Regions from separate parts of the Sus scrofa genome. Here region 1 is linked to region 2. Evidence: chromatin contacts called from public Hi-C data. All regions are on one chromosome and are shown on one strand. Each heading gives the region's core, a stretch centred on a gene start, on an enhancer-like site or on the middle of the called end of the contact. The rest is flanking DNA. Distances are from core to core; before and after follow the strand shown. Region 1 holds the start of ZFP36L1 (mRNA decay activator protein ZFP36L1). Region 2 has its middle 140 kb from the start of ZFP36L1.

Region 1 (4,375 bases), core at 1,213-3,712, 140 kb before region 2:
ATTAAAAAAAGAGTTTAATTATAGAGACAGGCTCTGGGAGCTGGAACAAACCCGGTCGGTCGGCGAGGCCGGTAAACAACTCCAGAGCGAGCGGGCCAGGCTGGACACCGCCCGCGGAGCCCGCGCCCTCGGGAGCGGGGGAGGGGAGCACCCTCCGGGAGTTGGAGAAGCGGAGGAAATTCGAGGAATCGGTGTTGTCTTTGGGGAAAAAACAAAACAAAACTTCTCAACCAGCACGGGGCGCCCACGCCGCTCGATGGTGCTTCTGGCTGGTCCCGCAGCTGCGGGGCGCGCGGGGAGCGGGGGAGGGGGGGAGACGAGTCGCTGAAAGAGGGGGAGAACGGGTGCGGGTCTGGACGCGACCTGGGCCCCGCCCGCTCCCGGTCCCCTTCCCCCTCTCTTTCCACCCTGGCTTCTCCGCCCTTCCCCGCCCCCCAGCAGAGCTTCGGGAACACTCCAGACTTAAAGACCAACGGACTTTTTTTTTTTTTTTTGCTGGGGGAGTGGGGGAATCAAAAACCGAAATAGCTTCACATCAGGACGCAGACTAACATTGTGGTTTTAACGCGCACCCTATTCTGTCCTGAAATCTGGAACTCATTACCTCATCGCTAAGAAACTGCACGAAACCGCTCCCCCCGCCCCAACTCCTCCGAGCCGGGAAGAGAGTGAGCAAACAGCCCTTTAAGAAAGAAACCTACATTTGAATGATTTAAATTAAGGTGGATGGAAGTTATTTCCCCTTCTGGCGCTTGCCAGATTTCAAGAAAAGCTGAAAAATGGGAGCAGCGGGAGGGAAGCAACAAGCGGCTGGACAGAAAAAGTTGGGGCAGCAGCCGGGTTAAAAATGGGGAGCCATCAATTTAAGTCAGAGGGGACAAATAAAAGGGCGGACTGAGGATCACGTAGGTTTGTGGCTGCAGCAAAAGTTTTGTGTTTCGCAAAGATGAAAAACGACAGGTTTCTAAAACAGTTGTGATTTGGAAGGTTTCCGGGTTTGCTCAGAGGCTGACGAATAAATAAGAAATGCAGTAAAAATGTGTGTGTGTGTGTGTGTGTGTGTGTTGGTGGTGGTGTGAGAGTGCGACTCAGGCGCTCTACTCCGCCCGCCCCGTCCTTTCCAAAGAAACGTGCTCATAATGGGGTGACCTAATTACATCGCAATGGAACCCGCTCTTAGCCACTCAGCGCACAGGGTTTCATAACAGACCCGGCCGCCTCGAGTGCTGGGAAGAAACGTGCGAGGGCCAAGGAGGCGTCCGGGCACGCGGGGAAATAGGAAAGAAATGCGGCCCCAAGATTTCCATCACGGTCTTCTCGCCAGCAACCCGTGGGCAGTGGGGCACACGTTGACAACTTTTTATTTGGGTGGGTGAAGGGGCATCTGAACTTAACAGTAAATAAATATATACTTCCCAGTTTTCAAAAGCATAATAATCAATTGGGGCATTTCGGTTTCGAGGATCCCATATCCCCCCTCCTCCCATCCCGCCAAAACAGCTCACTGTGACAAGCCATATGTTCCGTTCCCCTGGGGGCGGGGGAGAAGCAACAATAAGTTAAAAGTGTCGCCTTCCTCCATCTCTTTACCTTTATTTTACCAAAGCAACTTTTTTTTCCTTGTTCAGTGGTTTAGGTGTATGTGTGTGTGTGTGTGCGTGTGTGTGTGTGTGCGCGCGCATGTGTGTTGGTAGGGGTAGTTTCGGCGCGGCCCGTGGTTCAGAGTGCGCGGGGAAAGTTGTGCCTTGCTGGGTGGGTTTTTTTTTTCCCTCCGAGGAGGAGAAGAGGCGCTCATGAGGATTCGGGTTTTCTTTACAAAAACGTTTAAAGATCGATGTGTGAAATAAATACACTCCCAAGCCTGTTAAAACAATCCGCCAGGGCCGTGGTCTTTTCGCTAACAACCCGCCCCCCCCACCCCTCCAGTCCACTCTCGGAGGGTGTCCGCTGCAAAGCGATCGCGGGTGTAGACGCGTGCGGCGGGCTAAATCGCTCTGTGCTCGTCCCCGCCAGGCCAGGGCCTCCTGGGGGGAAAAAAGTCTCCTAATCCTCCTCTCTCAACCCCCATCCCCGCCCCTGAAAAAAAACAAAACCCTAAACTTGAACGCTTTGTGAGCTTCTTATTTTCAATCTCCTCTCCCCGTGGGGTTTGCGGAGGGGAGCCGAGTGCGAAAGAAAACTCGGGGAAAGAGTAAGTTATGCGGGTACTTGGAGAAGTTTCAAGGGAGATCTGCTCAAGATGGAAACCGCAGCCCGGGCGCTAAGGACGGGCTTCTGCTCCAGCTTGCAAAAAGAGAAAGTCGAGCCCGCCTTCCTGCCCGACAAAAAAACAACAACACAACAACAAGAACCCCGAAGAGGGTGGAATGAGTGATGTCACAGAGCCGCGCTCGCAGGCTGACAAAGGGGGGGGCTCCCCTCCTCCCCCCGCGCGGCGCACCGCCCCAGAGAGGGGCGCCTGCAGCGAGGGGTAGCCAAGCGAGCGGAGTCGAAACTTTTCCTCTTTAAGAAAAAAAGTTGTGCGCAGCTCGCAGTGGGTTTTTTTTTTTTTCTTCTTTGCCTTCTTTCCTCGTCTCCCCTCCCCCTTCTTCCTTTTGAAAGTTTCTTTCTTTTTTTTTTTCCCCCGAGTTTGACCGCATGGCTGATTCAACTTCAGTGTCAATCAACTTTTTTTCCTCCTCTTCCTCATTTAAATAAGTTTAAAGCTCCTCCCTCTTCTCCGGCCCACCAAATCTGAAACTTATATAAATTGGGCTTCGCGCGCCGCAGCCGGGGAGAGTCAGAAAGGCGAGGGGCGCCGGGAGCAGGCGTGTGGGACTCCAGACCGGAGAGCCTTCCCCGCACCGGGACCTTCACAACAAACCAGATCCTCGTCCCTGCCCCGTGCGAGCGCCCAGGATGACTACCACCCTTGTGTCTGCCACCATCTTCGACTTGAGCGAAGTTTTATGCAAGGTAAAGTGGGGCGGAGCATTTACTTTTCTAAGCCTTTTTCTTTTTTCTCTTGTCTGCCAAAAGAACCCCCCAAAGTTTAGGTCTGGGAAGACTGGGAAAAAGCGAGGAGAGGCGAGGTAGTTGTTTTTTCCGCCCCATTTCGCCCCCCAGTTTGAAGGAATTTGGCGCTTTCCTTCCCATCCTTTGAATTTCAGCAGCTCCTGGCGGGGATTACATGGGAATCTGGAGTCCAGAGTTTTGAGGGGCGAAGTTTACGTGGGGCTGCCCGGGGGACGCGGGGCATTGACCGGGGCAGTTTTTTTTTTTTTTCTTTTTTTCGGTGATTCATTCGTCCATAACGTGCTGCTTTTGAGCCCGGTTTCGGTAGTGGGCTCGGTTTCCCTGTGAGCGCTCAGGGTGTCGCCGCTGCCGGGCGACACCGCTGCCGGGAGGGGGTTCGAGTCTCTCCAGCCACATTGCCGGACTGCGGCTCGGGAAGTGGGGGTCCGGTGGAGAGGTAAATCTCAGGACAGTGTTTTGCTGGGATGTGTCCCCTTCTGTTCTGGAGAGGCTGGGGATCTGCGAGAAAAAGGCCAAGAGTTGTGATTCAAAGGATGTTGCAAAACGAGTTTGCAGTGGGACTTCAGCTCGCCACAGTTCGGCCAGGCTTCCTCCTGTGATAGCCGATCTCCTGCAGACTTTGGGCGAACGTGGGACTCGCTCACCTTTTTTTTCCCAAGGGACCGCGACTCGTAGATGTAGAGGGAATTGGGCGGGGGGGTACCGACAACGAAACTCCTGTTTGAGTTCAAGGGTCTCCGCGAGGAAGGATATAATAGGGGCCTCCTTAAGCCGTGTAGCTTGCCAGCCGGTGTGGAAAAAGGCAAGTTTTAAATCCCGAGTGTTCCAGGAGTGCGGCTTAAGTGTACACAACAAAAGCCCATGACTTAAATTTTTTTCGCCTCCTCCACAATTTGAAAGAGGGAAGCTGCTAGGCTACTTTTAATTGCTAAAGTGTTTTGCTTTCTTTTAAACACGTCGGGTCATGTTGCTCTCTTTTCCCAGCTTGCTTCTCCAGTCGGCGCAGCTGCCAGGGCCCCCGGGCTGCAGGGTTGGGGTGCAGGGACGCCCTGGAGCTGAAGAGCAACATCAAAAAAGTTTGAATTTCAGCTGCCTTCCCTCCCTGCACTTTCCCAAACTTAAGTTGCCTTGGCGGCCGCGGCACTTCTCCCTTCTCTTCCCGGCTCTCCTGCTCTTTGATCTATTTCTTTCTCTCGCCCCCTCCCCCCCCCCGCAGGACTTTTTAAATGAACCTCATTGTTGGGAACAGGCTCTCAACTTGGTTCCTGTAATCCGCTCCGTGGGGTGGTTGCTGTTACAGATTCCCGATCCCCCGCAGCTGATCCTAAGGGACCAACTTTAGAATTTGCACAATGACACC
Region 2 (4,159 bases), core at 1,411-3,910:
ACAGAAACTCTGTCTCAAACAGATTTAGATTTCCTTTTAGCAAAAGGGACATGCAGTGGTCCTTGTAACTTAAAGATACAGAATTGGGCTAGCATCAGACATATCAGATTCAGGGCTAAAATAATATGCTGTCAAGACTAATTACTTCTATCTCTCACTCTGCTCTTGGTTTTACATGACAAAAAATAAGAGCAATTCTAGGCCTATATCTCTCAGATCTGAGGTTCAAGGGAAATGAGTGAGTCTCCTTCCCAAAAAATACTGGGAAAAACCTCAAGGTGTCTTATTGAATCTGATTGGTCAGATGCCAGTTCCTAAACCAATCACTGTGCCAGGAGAACGGACTGCACTGATTGCTCAGGCCTGCTCATGGCTTTATCTTGAGATGCCCTGGAATCTCATGGACAAGAGCAGAGGCAGTATGGATTCCCAAGAAGAAAATGGGGCATGGGTACCAGAAGAGTAGATGAATACTGAATAGTTAAAATGACTAATGAGGAAGCTTAAACATCCATAACCTATTTATTTATGGAAAAGCACCCTGGGGTGAGGCCAACATGAAGTTGATTACCCTTTTCTGATTTCTCCAGGATCTCTTCCATCAGTGCCTGTGCAATTGCTGCTGCCAGGGTGATGCAAGTTTTATTAGTAAGCGTTCTTCCCTTAAGTCCCTTTCCCAACCCCAGCTCTATTTCCAGAACCTGATTATAGACATAGCTGGGAGGAGTGGGGGGGTATATTTTGACAAAGCGATGTTCCATTTCACACATATGACTAATAAGGAACTCGTCCAGGAATAGTCTTTATACAGTTTTGAAAACCTTGGCCTAGACCATAAATCACTGAATGGAGCTCTATCCACATCCTTTAACTTAAAACTCAGTTTCCATCTGCCCAGTATCCTGCCTGAGGAGTGGGGAACAGAAGAGCTGACCTCAAGTCTTCAATGGTGTCACCCACTGGGGTGGCTCCCAGGCCTGTGGGAGGTCACCTTCCCATGGCATTGCTCTTAGCAGCACTCTGGAGGGTCAGGAAGCTCGGTCCCTCACTCCCTTCCCCTTGCTGCTTTGCCAATCCAAACCTTAAAAGTCATGGAAACATCTCTGTTTTCTAACTCTAAGGGATTCCAGCAACAGAGGTCAGAGGGTGGAAGTCACATGGAGTATGTGGAAGGGCAGATGTCTCGGGCAGGAAGATGTTGCCCTTGATGCATCCGTGTTGAGTAGTGGGAGGAAGGGGCTGAAAGGACAGAGGAGCATGGCAGACCTTGGGGCTCTCAGGAGAGAGAGACCAGGGAAAAGAAGTGTGTCCAGGTTGAGAATCCATGACATTTTGTCATGCGTTCCATTCAGATAGATATCCAGACCTGCCAAGCTCTAGCACAGGAGCTGGAAGATAACATGGCGGGAGACGATCCATAGGATGAACCGACACATTGACGGTTCCATAGCAACGGCTCAGTAGTAAAGGCTGGGGTTGGAACAGCAGATAAGCAGACCAACCCAATGTGATCAAATGCAAGCAAGACAGAGCAGGTGGGAAGATTCCTTGGCAGCAAATAGATATCCGGGGCAATGAAGGGAGGAATTGTTCTTTCTCATCCAACGGGTAGAGCTGTATCCTCCACCTTGGCAGAATGTCCAACTTTCACAAGGCCCAGATCTTTGGGGAAACTTGTTTCGTCCTAAGCCAGCTAAAAATAGTTGGGTGAAATGTGACTGACCAGGGAACCTTTGACCTCTTTTGGGTTTAGCTTTGGACAGAGTTAAGAGACTCTCCTCTAAGTCTTATTTGGTAAGAACATCATTTGGAGGAGGATGGGGTGGGGGGAGCTCTGCAAGGGCAGGTGAAAGGGCACCATGTTTCTGTAGCCTAAACATGTAGGAATCGTGCTTGTGGTTGTGGACTTTAATATTGTGCCAAAAAGGGCTAGGAAAGGGGTTCAGATAGAATGTAAAAAACAGCTTCTTAGAATATCCTTAGCTAAAATTTTTCTTGAAAATAAGTAATAGAATTGACAGCTTCTCCAGCTACAAAAATAACAACGACCATAACACTTACGTTTTCTTTCTCCTGTAGTGTGTGGGCAGATTACTGAGGTCCAAATACCTCGGTCGCTGTAACTAGTAAAACCTTGCAGCATATTGCTAGCTGATCCTCGTGCCAAAGCAACACCCTCAGTGGATGGATTTTCCTTTTAATCATAATCCGGGACAACTCTCAATAATAAGAGATGCATTATAATTTGATGCAAAAGTCCATGTTTTATAAATATGATCTCACCAACGTCCTTGCGATAAGGTTGGGAGGAGGGATACTACTCTCATTTTACAGAAGACAAAGCAGAAGCTAATGAAGTTAAATAGCCACAGAAGTCAAAAATGCTGGAAGTCGAAGTCAACCTCAGTCAGTTAGACTACAAATTCGGTACCCTTAACCACCATGTGCTCTCACCAACACCCACACCTCCCCCCACAGACCTGAGCATGGTTTTTCTAAGGCAACATGATTCAGAACCTGAATGCATCCATCACCATCCTGGCAGGAGAGAGATGGCAAATTCCAATGGGGTAAGCCAGGAGAGTGTAGAAATGGGAGGACTTAGAGATTATGAGGAGGGTTAAAGTAAACTAGCAAGGCTTGGTGAAGTCCTCCAGGCCTAGCAGGAGTGAAAGCTGGAGTGGACAGAGGGAGAGAGGCATGAGGGAAAGTGCCTTAGGAGAGAGCCACTCAACAGGAGCTATGGCCTCGGGTAGAGGACATTAGAAAGACACAGGGCTGGTAGAGAGAAACCAGGGGAATACAGACCCCACCCTTGCTCCACCCTCCTCTCTCTTGGTGCCTCCAATTGGCTGAGCCCAACTGAAGCCAGAAGGCAAGGGTGCCCAGTGAAGTCATCCTCAAAGTCAGCCTCCTGGGGGGAGAAGGACAGAAAGAAGTTCTGGAGGAGTAAATAGACGTGCCCAGCACAATGCGTTAACCAGTCTGGCTGTCTGAGAGCAGCTCCTGCTCTGGAGTTCAGGGATCATCTCTTCTTCTACAGGTAAAGGGATGTCTTCTAAAGACTTAGGAAAGAAAATGCTGGCCATCCCAACTCAGCATGGAGTCCCCAAGAAAAAGATGATCTATCAGTTGCCCTTTTGGGTGGGCGTGCATGGGATTCTGAAGTTGGGAGCTCATGGCATCGAGCAGAGCAGGCTCCTTGAGGCACTCTTGAGGACAACGAGGGCTGGAAGACAGTATAAATGGAGCAGCTGGGGATGTCCTGGGTGACTGATCCTAAAACATTGACCAATAGATGAATGTCACCCTGAACAAATGGTCCCATCAGTGTCCCAGAGCTCTCCTAGATTCCTAGCATTTCAACAGTTCCACCAGAAAAGGTCAGACTTACTCCAGGCCAGGAGTACCTTATACCTTGGATGACAGAATTGCAATCTTCCCAAATCCCAACAGTTTGGTTGAATCCTGGCTGAATGTAACCTGATGCCATATAATAGAGTTAAAAGTCCATCCAGAACCTTGGGGCCAAAACATTGGAATTATACACATCTCGGATGGGGGGATGTGAAAGACTTGGGGGTTTGTGTTGATGATAAACTTGACATGAGTCAACCTGCATGATTACCAAGAAAACTGGTATGATTTCACGTGACATTAACTGAAGAAAGGTGTTGAGGACAGGGAGGTCATTCTGCTAGACTCTTTCCTGGTCCGTCCCATCTGGAAGGCCACAGTGGGTGTCACTTTTAAAGGAGAAGCATGAAGAAATTTGGGCTACATTTGGGAAGAGGCATGCAGATAGGGGAGGGCACCCAAAACCCCATCGCATGGGGAATGTGTGAAAGAAAAGGTGAGGCAAATAAAAGGGAGGGTGAAACCAGAGGGAGGCCTTCGAGGTGACTTGTCCGTGTTGTGCAGAAAGCAAACCCCATGCCCAGGGGGTGAAGCATAAAGAGAGGCAGATTGGGGTTCAGACTGCTGGCGGTCAGAGCGGGGCATGAGGTCATGAGTCTCTCTTCCCCGAGGTGTCCCAGTCATGGGCTGGTGCAGAGGCCACTGAGGCGCCACGTGAAAGGGAGGCCCATATTGTTTCCAAGGATCTCTGCTGAATCTGAATACCTAGCCTCATGAGTAATGTTTGTGCACCGTACTTCCT

Evidence for each region. A called contact is a pair of places that touch in the nucleus more often than the background predicts.
Region 1: a contact with region 2 is called in a Hi-C map of omental adipose tissue, with 1.6 times the contacts expected there. The contact joins the promoter of ZFP36L1 here to the enhancer-like site in region 2. A contact is called at or near these places in 6 of 47 Hi-C or Micro-C datasets (embryonic fibroblasts, epiblast stem cells, fetal skeletal muscle and 2 more) and 2 of 2 datasets of contacts at active chromatin or transcription factors (alveolar macrophages and skeletal muscle).

Annotation. Positions count from the first base shown.
Region 1 is chr7:92,493,951-92,498,325 of Sscrofa11.1, reverse strand. ZFP36L1 (mRNA decay activator protein ZFP36L1) reads left to right here and starts at 2,462. Exons shown (of 2, transcript XM_013989124.2): 1 at 2,462-2,955. The coding sequence starts at 2,899.
Region 2 is chr7:92,356,057-92,360,215 of Sscrofa11.1, reverse strand. No RefSeq gene overlaps it. Among named protein-coding and RNA genes, the nearest start is that of ZFP36L1, 140 kb to the left of the region's middle. Within about 2 kb of position 2,660, at least 7 of the 83 cell types and tissues checked have an H3K27ac peak or open chromatin away from gene starts, as enhancers often do. A contact at or near this core is called in omental adipose tissue, where this site is marked.